Regions from separate parts of the Gossypium arboreum genome. Here region 1 is linked to region 2. The links are chromatin contacts, called in public Hi-C maps. All regions are on one chromosome and are shown on one strand. Each heading gives the region's core, a stretch centred on a gene start, on an enhancer-like site or on the middle of the called end of the contact. The rest is flanking DNA. Distances are from core to core; before and after follow the strand shown.

Region 1 (6,430 bases), core at 337-2,836, 550 kb after region 2:
TTGAATCCACATGCACTAGACAGAATTCCACCCCATTGTTAGTAAACTTACAACACCATAAACCAAACTGAATAACCACATTAACAAACGATGATTAATAAGTGTACCTTGGCACACCCCTCAGCAATCTGCGCAAGGGCAATTAGTGCAGCATGATGCTTTTGCCACTCAGAAGCAGCCAAATAAGCAGGCAACTGCTCAGATGCAACAGGAACAATTGTGTTCCCACCTAAGGAAATTGCCAAACGATCCAAACACTCCTGTCCGACACTGTAATTGCTGGTCTCTCCAGCATCCTCATCCTCAGATTCTGCTGTGTGCCATGCTGCATCATCCTCAATATCTAACAGCATTCTCATCAATATTGCAAATAACCTACTAATAAATTGCGGCAACTTCCGCATCATTCCAGGAGCACGCTCCCTTGCTTCCGCCAAAGTCACCACAAATTCAATCGCCAAATGACGTGTCCCTTCCTCAAGAGATTCTGCCTCTGCAATCTGCAGCATCGAACCCACTACATCAACAAGCTGCCTCCTAAGAAACCGTGGCTCGGTACCTGCCAACTCGATCAACAACTCAAGTGCCTCCTGAGCAGTGGCCTCATTCCCGTTATTTAAAGCCTCTGTCAAGGTCCTCATCATTGCTGGCAAAAGATCCTGAAACCTATCCCGATCGGATGAGCTGGTCAAACACTGAATAAAGTTGATGACCGCATTCAACGCAGCAATTTTGACATCGGCATTAGAACTTTCACTCAGGCACCTCAAGAACACAGTGTGTAGATCCTTTATAAAAGGAGTCAACACATCCCCAATATATTGACTCAGCTGCGCAAATATCAAAAAAGCAGACTCCTGTAATTTAGGGGAATCCGAAGAGACACACTGAAACATAAACGGCAAGAGCTCTGGCCACCCATTCTCCGGCAAAATACTGGAAGCAAGCTCCGCAACAGTATCGCACAGCTTTTTAGATAAATTTTTGGTGGTTTCCACTTGGATTTGAGACAGAAGCACGGATTTGAGGGAAGACTGTGTAGAAATGTTGAGGCGAGGCCAGATATAAGAGTCGTCACGCGTCAACAACTTACGGAGGAGAATAGCTGCCATGGCGCGAGTCTCGGGCTGAGTGCAGACTTGGAGAAGGTGGGCGAGGCGAAGGCAGAGGGCGTCAGGGTCCGATTGCTTGCATAGATTAAACAAGGCCTCAGCGTGAGAACGTTGTTCGTTTGATGATGACATCAAGTGGGAGACTAGGGTTTCAAATGGAATCGGGTCAGGTCCTAGGATGAGGGCGAGCTGCGATTGCTGGTCCATGGCGGCGAAGGAGAAGGAGGAGGAAACGGAGACGGAGAAAATGATGGAATTGATTCCTTTGTCACCTCTTTGTTAATGCTTTTGCTCTGTGTTTTGTTGGGCGTCTTCTTGAGTGGGAGTGTGGGGGAAAATAAGGGATTTTAAGAGAGAGAAAACCAGGGCTGACAAGAAAAAAAAGGGGGCTGGATTAGCTGTAATTTTACGTGTCATGATTATTAATGTGAGTACCCACTTCCTTTCTTCTTTTCTTTTTTCATTTTTGGAGGGAAAAATAAAATACTTACTCCTACAATCCTACTAAACCACTAACGGGATGTCTGCTGTGAGCTTTGGAAAAAAAAAACTTAGGACGGATTTTACCCATTCAACAAGGTACAAGTTAAAATTGATATATTTTCATATTTTTTTGGTATTCTCTAGTAATAATTGGTATAGCTTTATAATTTTTGTAATTCTTCAAAAATTTCGATAATTTCTCATCGGTTTTAATATTTCCTCGTCATTGGCATTTAATAGAATTTTTTAATACGTTCTAATAATTTTCGAAATTAAGATTTGATACGAGAAATAATTTTGATATAAAAACATATATTATTTTTAAATATTAAGAACTTTTAAGGGGAAATTGTAACTGTAAATTATGATAAGTTTTAAATCATTATAGATTGGTGTGATGGTCAAATAATTTGCGCATCCGTTTTGAATTTGTTTTCGGTTAATAATGATTATAAAACATGAACTTGTAATGATGGTTGATATGAACAATCATTTGAAAATGAAATATTTTGTATGCATATGAAATATGATAACTGACAGCATGTGAAAGATTATACAAACCGATTATACAAGCCTTAAAGACTTGTCTAAAAACGAAACAAAACAAATGATTCGAGAAGGAAATGTGAAAATGAATTGACTTGGTGAAATGCATTGGCATATAATTGAATTATTGCAATGATAGGAAACTTGGTATTCTATGCTAATATGAATTTATCAATTAGCATAAGGTATGCATTTTGGATAGATGTGACATGAATTGAAAATTGTTATTGTTGAAAACTAATTCATGATTTTAGTGTAGGTCTAACATGCTATGTTGATTTGAAACATAAAAGTACCACTGAGCTTTATCGCTTAACGTACGGTTTGTTTATTCTATGCATAGGTACTAATAGATCTCAAAGACTCGAGGAGTGATCCAGCATTCAAACCGCAACTCTCATCTTAGCAAAGTTTGTATAGTTTCTTTATGCTTCAATATGTGGCATGTACCCAAAATTGAGTCGGTTTTAAGTAGTAAATTGTTGATTTGGTGTTTTAGATATCATGGTTAGTTTGATATATGATACATGAGTTGTATATTATATATATATATGTATGTAAGTAGCATAAGGTTTAAAATAATGTAAATATGTTAATGTTCATATTATAGAGTTGTTGTGATTTTATGTTCAAGGAAGTTATGAAAGCAGTAGGTGATGTCACGATGAAAAATCAACAGAGAGTGACATCACAACTATGGACCTTCGATGTCATGACATCAACTCGATAGTTTTAAAATTGTTGCATTTTAGTGTTAGAGTATGCCCAAAGACCAATCATGAGATGATTGTAATCACATACTCATTTTACCTTGTTTTCTAATATAATGCATTGCCATTGTTATTTCAGTTTCTTTTTATGTATGCACGAATAAAGTATTTAATAATAAAGTCCTAAGAATAATATGATTATTCTTAAAAGGTCCTTAGTCAAGTATTATAGTGGGCTTGAACAATGATAATGCATTGAGACTAATGTGTAGTTGATTAATGATGAAGTGTTGTCATTGACATAGGGATGTCAAAACTGATACGCGAGTATGTGTTAGAGAACAACATACTGGACTGACCTGCTATGAGTATGGTTATTGGATTATTATGTAATAGTCACAACATTACTCATAGTGATAATTATGTATATGATCCTTAGACTTGAGATCATCATTGTCCCAACATAGTGAGTTGTATATTTTGACACAGTCAAACGTCTACCATAACAGGTTATACTATAAAGACTGATGTTGGGTATGTCACAATCTATGTAGAGGAATATGGTTGATCAAGATAGGATTTGTCCTTCTTACATAATACGAGTAATATCTTAGGCCTCTTGATGGAGTGAGATTAAAAATGCATGGCCATGCTCGAATCAGTTGATATAAGATATCACACTTATTTTTTTATAGTAGTCTACTCAGAATATCAAGAAAGATGATATTGGACTATACAAGTGTGACAATTTCATGACTTGTGTCCAATCTAGATGTTAAGGATAAAAGCATATAATACATGAAAAGATTATCACAAAAAGGTAATGTCGAATCACGACTTCTTGCAACTTGGTTATCAATGATGCATTACTAGATGCCACTCATTGTTTATAATATTAGAGACATTATAATATTATTATTAACTTTACAAGAACCTACAAGGTCACACCCTATAGTTGAAGCAAACTGAATCCAAATACATTTGGTATTGTATTTAGTTGTCACATGAATTAAATTAATTATTGAATTAATTTAATTCGATAGTTAAATATTTAGCACATTATATGTACAAACTTATTGTACACAAATAGAGAACATAGAAAAAATTAATATATGAATTTGATTCAAACAAAATATTAATTATATATAGTTTATCAAAATTATTAATATAAATAGTTATAATAATTAATTTGGTCAAAATATAGAAGGACATGAAAGTTGATATTCTTTAGGAAATAATATAATTTGTTTTTCTAACTTTCTATTTGTTTCTCTAATAATAAGGAATAATCTCGTTTTATTTACGATATGTGATATCAAAGAAAATAAAAGATATCAAAAAAATAAAAGGAATATAATCCATTAGTGTGTTAAGGTTATCAAGAAAAACAATATCTAAAGGTCTAACAGCCGTTTTTGATTTTTCTCTCTAAAAAAGTTTAAGAGAATTTTGTTGTTCATACTTTGACTGGGTGAATTACGTAGAGGTCGAAACGTTATTGTTGCAGCTTGGGATCGGCATCGTTCAAAGGAATCATATCAACAACGTTGTTCGTCGCTTTTCCAGTTTAGAAAAAGGCATATTTTCGACCCTTGTTTCAACCTGATTCATTCCTCGTACATGGATCCATGGTTGATGATCACCAGAATAATTTTCCTCCTATGCCACGGGGTGTACCGCGATCCAACATTTAGTCCTTAACCAATCTCAATTTATCGAAAGAGCTTTCGTAAGCTCATTTAAATCCTAGATTCAATTATATAATGCATTATAATTGTGTATTGAACTTAATAGCATGTATAAACTGTTGAACTGAAATTGAAATTGAGATCGTAGTTGCTCCGGTAACGAATGTGGCATCCCGTAACTTGGATCCGACAACCGGGTCGGGTATGGGTGTCACATGTTCAATTGACTTGTGACACCATGTAACACCCTAAACACGATCTAATCGTCAAGTCTGAGCTGTAGTGTGTCACATTCCTTGTCGAGGCAACTACCATTAATTTAGATACAAATACACATCACATTTCATATAACTTACTTATGAACATATGATAACACTATTAACTAAATTCACAAGTACTAACTTGTTACTGAAATTCATGTAAATATAAAGATATACCAAAAGTGACTCAACTAGTTAAGTACATGCCAAACTATTCAAAACATAAATACACCTGATTTTGGGATCCTCTCTAGGTGCTAAAGCCAAAATTCATTGTAACACCCCTCGCCTAACCTGATCTCTAGACCCAAGTTATGGAGTGCTACAAAAGAACAAAAACATTCACATTCAAAGCCATAAACTAAATCTATTTTTAAAGTCATCATAATTTTAATTCTAATCATACACACACATATATATATACATTAGAGGTATAAACATTTATGAGACTAATCAAGGTTTAAGCAACATTATTAATTTTCAATATTTTATAATTTTATAAAAATACTTTTAAACAAAAGGATTCGTAAAAAAAGTGATCACTCGAGCTTATCCGCCAAATGACTTTCCGTCGCGTGTTCTTATTACATTATTATTATTTGCCCAAATGGTTTATTTTTATAAGTCTGTCAATTAATCAAATGAATTAACATTTCTAACATAAGTAAAAACGTATTTTAGTTTACGCCATTATTGAACAATTATCCAAAATGACATATATATATATACACAACATTCAAAACATCACCATTCATTACATATATATTTTCACCAAATAAACCTTATATACATGCCACTTGACCTGGTGCAGGGTTAAAATAATTCTACCGAATAAGCTAGATTGTCACATCCAGATTTCTCTAAGGACTCGAATTTAAAGGAGCTTTGGGAGTTAATTGAGCAAAGTAGAGAGTTGGTGGACTCGACTAGGAATTTTGGAATTGTCGGGTAAATAGTTAAGTTTCACTTCTAGTTTGGTTAAGATGGAATCTACTAGTTCTAAAGTGGGAGACATAATAATTACCGGTGATCGGTTAAAAGAGATTGGGAGACCATGCATAGGAGTTATATATATTTGGGTGACAATGGACATTCTTGCAAAAAGGATGTAACACCCCTCACTCGGTCCGATCGCCAGAATTGAGCTACAGAGTGCTACAGATAATGTCGAAACAGAACAGATTTAATTCACATTGTTTATTTCAAATAAATATGAAATTACCTCATAAATACACAAATAACATTCAAATTAAACATAAGTCACATAATAATAGTTAATTCAATGCATAATCCCCAAATATAACTTTTCTTGAGCCTTATACGAGCTTAACTATGCTCCAATGTCAACCTAGAATTCAACTAGGACTAATTTGCAACATTTCCAAAATTTCGGATCAATTAAATCATAAATAAATCCTTAAAATAATCAATCATGTCATAAACGTTCAAATATACAATTAAATTTGAGTCTTATTCGGGATTACGAAAGCTCTTAAGTTGACTTGAGCACAAATAAGGATAAAATTGAAACATTTTCAAAAGATAAAAGTAGTCATGCAAAATAGGGGTCACACGACCGTGTGTCCAAGTCGTGTAAGTCTCCAAAACTGTGTGGATAAGTCTCCAAAACT
Region 2 (5,961 bases), core at 1,306-3,805:
ATAAGTGGGAAATTCCATCTTAGAGTATCGTGACACCATGCACCCACCGTGTCGCGAGTCTGAGTTCCTTTTTGTGCTTCGCTGTTGCCCTGTTCTTCATTATTTTTCTTTGAATCCCCTTTCGTTATCTTTTGGACTGAAAGAGATAATATCGCCACCTGCTCCTCTAATGCTTGTTGCCTTGTAGCCATTTGTAGCCTCTAGCTTGGCTTTCAAAGTCTTTTCGTCACCCATGACAGCTGGCTCAGATACCAAGTTGTTATGTGCCTTGGCGTAAGATCTAGTCACAAGTCTAAACGAGAAAAAATTCTTGCTTTGACCTATGGTTACTCAAAAGGCAGATTCGTCTTTGACTGAACCCCCTCTCAAAATAATGTTTCTTTTTTATAAAATAATTGCTTAACTCTTTATTTCATATTGGCACCCTTTTATAGATTGTTAATAACAAATGAAAGAGTCCTAATAGAATTCCTAACTTAGAGTTTATGAAGGAAATAAAAGCCTGCTATTAGTTCTTGTACATTGCGAAAGTTGTGGATTTAGTCCCTGTACTTCAATTTGATTAATTATAGTCTTTGCACTTTTCGAATTGGTCAATTTTAGTCCATGTACTTTTTGAATTTTAAAAATTTAGTCCTAACCCAATCAATAGCAGTTAAATCTATTTGGTTAAATTTAATTAATAGTCTAGTACTATGCATACAATAGTAGATTTAGTCCATATTCTCCAATTGGATCAAATTCTATAGTTTTCGAATTTTGAAATTTTAGTCTTGATGCAAATGACAATCGTTAACCATTAACTGAATTTTTAATGCGTAATATGTGGAAATAACAAGCTGATATGACATTCACATATGATACCATGTTTGATGCATCAAATTTTGGAAATAGTAGAACTTAATGAATTTAACAGTTACCGTTTGGTGATGAGTTAAATTTTAAAATTTGAAAAGGATTGAAAATGACCAAATTAAAGTATAGGGACTAAATCCTCAACTTTCACAAAGTACAGGGCCTAATAGTAGAATTTAACTTTTTGTAAAACTTTGGTAAAGGGAAACTAGAATAAACGAAGCCCAACAAGAAACTTATTGGAACAGTTTGGAATAAATAAAGAGTACGATAAAACAAAGATAAAGGAACTTACCTTAACATAGAAAGGACCCAAGCGGATTAACATCTCACGAAACTGAAAGAATGTAAAAAATACAATAAGCTTGTAGTAACAAAAATAAAATAAAATAAAATAAAAGAGGAAATAGGAACTTATGATAGTTTCAGCAAAACCATTGGCCAAATAACATGAAATTGCAACACTAAAGCATGCAAACTTCTAGTACAAAGTCAGCCAGATTATGCTAAGATTTCGATGTTTTACTCTACTCTCAAATTGGATGAATATAGATGCATGCAAGAATAATAGAACCAATTCAAGTTATTAAACAGAACATGTTTAAGAATAAAATTCATATAATACCTTCACAGCACGCTCTTTTATGTCTCGAAAAAAGAAATGCCAAATGGTCAACTTCAATACATGAAATGAAATGATTGCTGCTCTATACAAAGCCAGAAATGGGCCAAATCGGTATACAGCAGAAACGCTTGTTGAGCTGTGCGTTCCAACAGTATGCCCAAATTCACTTTCCAATGATTCTTTCCTCAGCTTTGCATACTCTGCAGAAGGCCTCTCACCATGGACACTGGCAAAACCTGTAGAAAACCTGCATAAAAAAGGTAAAAAAACAAATGTTAGAGACACTCCACATTCACCAGACCAATTTATTACATAACCCAATTCCGAGCAGCAAAATTTAGTGGTAAATATGAATGCACTTACAGTTGTTGCTGCAACAAGTATAATCGATGCCTGGTATCCATCTGAACTTCCGGAGAAACAGAATAACGCAGCATTGTTCCAACATGTCTATTATGGTTTACAGCTGCAAGCAGTATAAGTAATCAACTAATATAAACAGTAACATCCACATATACTCAAGGTCGTAAGAACATTACTAAATGAACAACCGAAGGTAAAACAAATATGACCAACAAAATATTACTTCCGGGAAGTTCCAGAAATGCCCAACTCGGTGCTATAAAAGTGCTTCACAATCCTAAAACTTAAATTATCAGGATAATACTAGCATCGAAGAAAATTAAACACAGTGCAGCAATAGGAAATCAAAGAACAATTGATATTAATGTTGATAGAATAATAAGCGGGGACGGAAAAGGAAAGACTAATAGAAAAGAAGAATGATACCAGTGGAGAGCAATGTGAGAAGGCGATGACGGTTGAGAGGAGCGAACACATTCCTCATTGAGCGAACGGTACAAAGGCAAGCGAAAGAAGTCGAGCACCTACCTAAGCGAAAGAAGTCGTGCTCACAACTTGTTTGTGAAAATGCGTCTTTGAACGAAGCTTTTGATTGGGACCGGGTTACGAAACTTTTTCTATATTCTTTTTCTTCCGATTGCAGAAATGTTGCCACGTTATATGTCTACATGACACAGCAACCATTAACCAACCGCCAACCGCCTCATACGTATTGTTTGTTAAATGGAGAAAAAAAATTGAATGTTAAACTACTCTCTACATACCTAAATATTTACTATATTTAAAAGTTAAAATTTTTATTTTTCAAATTTAAAATTTACGTCTAATTATTATCATTATTAAAAAATTCATTAAATCTTTTGATATAAGTTTTGAAATTAAAATAATTTATTCGGTATTTATGTAATAATAGAACTAATGTTGAAAATATTGATTAAGGTTTTAAAAAATACCCATTCATGATAAAATAAATTTTTATATCAATAATTAACAATATTAACTATTTAGATTTACAAATAATATTATAAAAATAGATTAATTAAATTATGTTAAAACTAAAGGCCAAATTTGAAATTTGATCATTTGTCTTATAATATAAAAAAAAAGCACAAACTTAAAAGAAACAAAAAGCCACATGTTAATCTCGAAAAGCTCTCAAGGCATTTAAATTGTGTATAATTATGTAAAATTTTAATCGAAGAGTTCACAATGCAAACTATTTGGTCTAATTACTAACATTATAAGAATATAAACAACCAATTATGTTAGAAATTAAAGCATGGAGATTAAATCTCAAAACTAAACATAATAGAAAGATTAAGACTAAAATTTAACAATATTTCTAAAATGTAAAAGAGAAAAGAAGGGAAAAGAAAAGCATCCGACATGTCATCTTTGGACCTTCCTTTTATATAATTGATAGATATTAGACACTTCTACTCTAGCTTTCAACTTCAAATTTCAATCCCATCCAATTGAACTTCAGTTAAATCAAATCCAATTTAACCATAAAAAGAATCAACAATCTGAATGAACTCACATAATTTGTAATGACTCGAATTCAAAAGGAGTCTAACACAAAGTAATTTGATATGCAATGAGCTTAGCATGAATTTGAACTCAAATCAACTGTAATTTTGGAAAAGAATCCCTCTTAGAGGTATTCATGAGCAAAGCTAGATTAGTTTCAGGTCGAGTTTAAGTATAATATTAACACACTTTATACTAATTTAAGTCTAGTTCAACATGAAATATGAGCTTAGAATTTTACCTAAACTTGTCCATACTTGTAAATGGTTAATCTAAGCCGATTTTAGGCCGCTCATATCATATTAAATTTTTGACAAATATTGATATTACTTATAATTCAAATTTAATAATTTTATATATTTTCTCATTTATTAAAATTCTATACCTAGTCAACTTAATCTTTTTCTATATTATAGATTTAATTTTTTATGTGTTCTAAATTACATAACATATTACAAACATAAACCACCGAAGGGATCTACTATCACCATCACGAACTTTCGTTGCCGCCACGGTTGAGGTTGTTGTCATCTTTAGACTGCCACTGAGCACCATGGACCATCATTGAGTTGCCTCTGGTCACTGTCGGGCACCATCGGACTGTCGTCGGGTCGCCACCAACCATCGTCAGCCATCACCAACCACTGTTAGGCCACCGCTGTCAACAACCACCGTTGGTCTTTTGCCAGTTCGTTGGGTCAGGTTTGTGTCGTCTCAATTAGTACTGGATGCATCCTGGTTCTCCGAGTTTCGCCAAAAAAATTGGTTACAGAAGACTTATGTTCATTTCCGACTCACATGAATTATTCTAAAAATTAAATAAAACCTACATAGAGATGATAGTCCACGATAAAATAATAATTACAACCACTTTAATTTATAGGAATCACAATTTGGCAAAATTATTTTATCATATAAATAATAAAATAATATAAAAATTCATTCATAAATATAATGCAAAACATGCTAATAATTATAAAAATGTCACATCTTATAAAAAATTAACCAAACATGAAGAAGAGAGAAAATTTTGGTATCAGTTTATACTATAAACATAGCACAACTTGCTTTTATACCGATTGTTGGAAAAATCTGGTTTAATAAATGGTTTTGTGTCACAGCGAAAAACTAAAATTTTAAAAATCAAGCTGGTTTGTGGTACAATAAACTTTTCCTGAAAAGTACATGTACTTTGTGCAAGACAGATCCTTTACGTTTTCGGCTTCCAATCGAATGGTCTTATCCGCTATTCTTATACCATGAATCGCTTCAAGTGTAGGCTCAAACAATCACAAATCAAACATAGAATCACAAATAATTTTCTTACTTTCAGTAAGAAAGTAAATCTCTTTATCTATAAAAATCAATAGAATTGTTATTTCCGAAAAATAAAATTTATACTTAAAAATAATTTCTCACCATTTTCAAGCAAGATAACAATATCTCAAAGTTGTATATGACTTGTGTATATAGCCTTACCAGTGTCGTCTATTTATAGGGAGAAATAAAAGAATCCTAGTTGAATTAGTAAAATACATATAATACTTATCTGATAGAAAAACTAGTCCCCTAGTTCTACTAGGAAAGAGGTGATAAATGCTAAAAGTAACATGTTTTAACCCCATTCTTAACGCTTTTTTTGGTGATTATCCGATGTTAATTGTGAATTTTATACTCCTAATCCTTTAAATTCATGTTTTAATGCTTAATAGAGCAATTGGGAGCAAAAGGAGTGAAAATCAAAACGTTAGAACAAGCTAAAGGAGTTGCATGGGCTACACCTTTTCACATGGCCAAACCACACGGCCGTGTCAATTTAACGAGATTGTGTAGTAAATAGTAGAAAGTTGTGTTTTTTAGGTTTTTCGAGCATTCTAAGACATATATATGTCAAAAATAAGAAGATGGGAGGGAGGTGCTAGAGAATACTCAAGAAAATAACTCGAAAAACATCATTTAAGCCAACTTTGAAACATATTTTTGTGAAGATTGAAGATTCCCAATGTAACATGCCAAACCCGTGTCTATTGCCAGAACAGGGTTACGGAGCATTATTGGAGTTTTCAGAATATTTACAAATAATTCATGTCAACTATTTTAAAACTTTCGACTCAAATACTTTAGTTTCCAACACATATGTAAGATAAGCTTCATAACCCTTTCTAATATAGTTCTGTGCTGATATTGCTGAAATCACATTAGGTAATCCATCTAATTTATCATATCCAACATAGAGTAACTCACCACTTTAACATTTCAATATAATTTATTTCTGTTTACAATTCACCACTGCATCATGTTAGGTTAGCTAGTCTATTCCCAAAATCACATCAAATTCATCAAATGACAATAACATCAAATCAGCCGAAAAACAATAACTCTTTACCGTCAATGGACAGTTTTTATAGACTTTATCCACCATAACATACTAACCCAGGGGGTTTGAAACTTTAACCATAAATTCAGTGAATTCAACAGGTAAATTTTTAACAGACACTAAATTTGTGCATATGTATGAATGTGTGGAACCAGGATCCATCAAAGCAGTAATATCAGTATCAAGTAGAGAAAATGTACCAGTAATGACG

The links. A called contact is a pair of places that touch in the nucleus more often than the background predicts.
Region 1: a Hi-C map of leaf shows a contact between it and region 2, with 4 times the contacts expected there. The contact joins the promoter of LOC108486202 here to the promoter of LOC108453741 in region 2. A contact is called at or near these places in 2 of 5 Hi-C or Micro-C datasets (both in leaf).

What each region holds. Positions count from the first base shown.
Region 1 is chr6:94,910,300-94,916,729 of ASM2569848v2, forward strand. LOC108486202 reads right to left here and starts at 1,587. Exons shown (of 20, transcript XM_017790102.2): 1 at 108-1,587. The coding sequence starts at 1,319.
Region 2 is chr6:94,361,942-94,367,902 of ASM2569848v2, forward strand. LOC108453741 reads right to left here and starts at 2,556. Exons shown (of 14, transcript XM_053030202.1): 1 at 2,270-2,556; 2 at 1,844-1,946; 3 at 1,481-1,727; 4 at 1,151-1,192. The coding sequence starts at 2,327.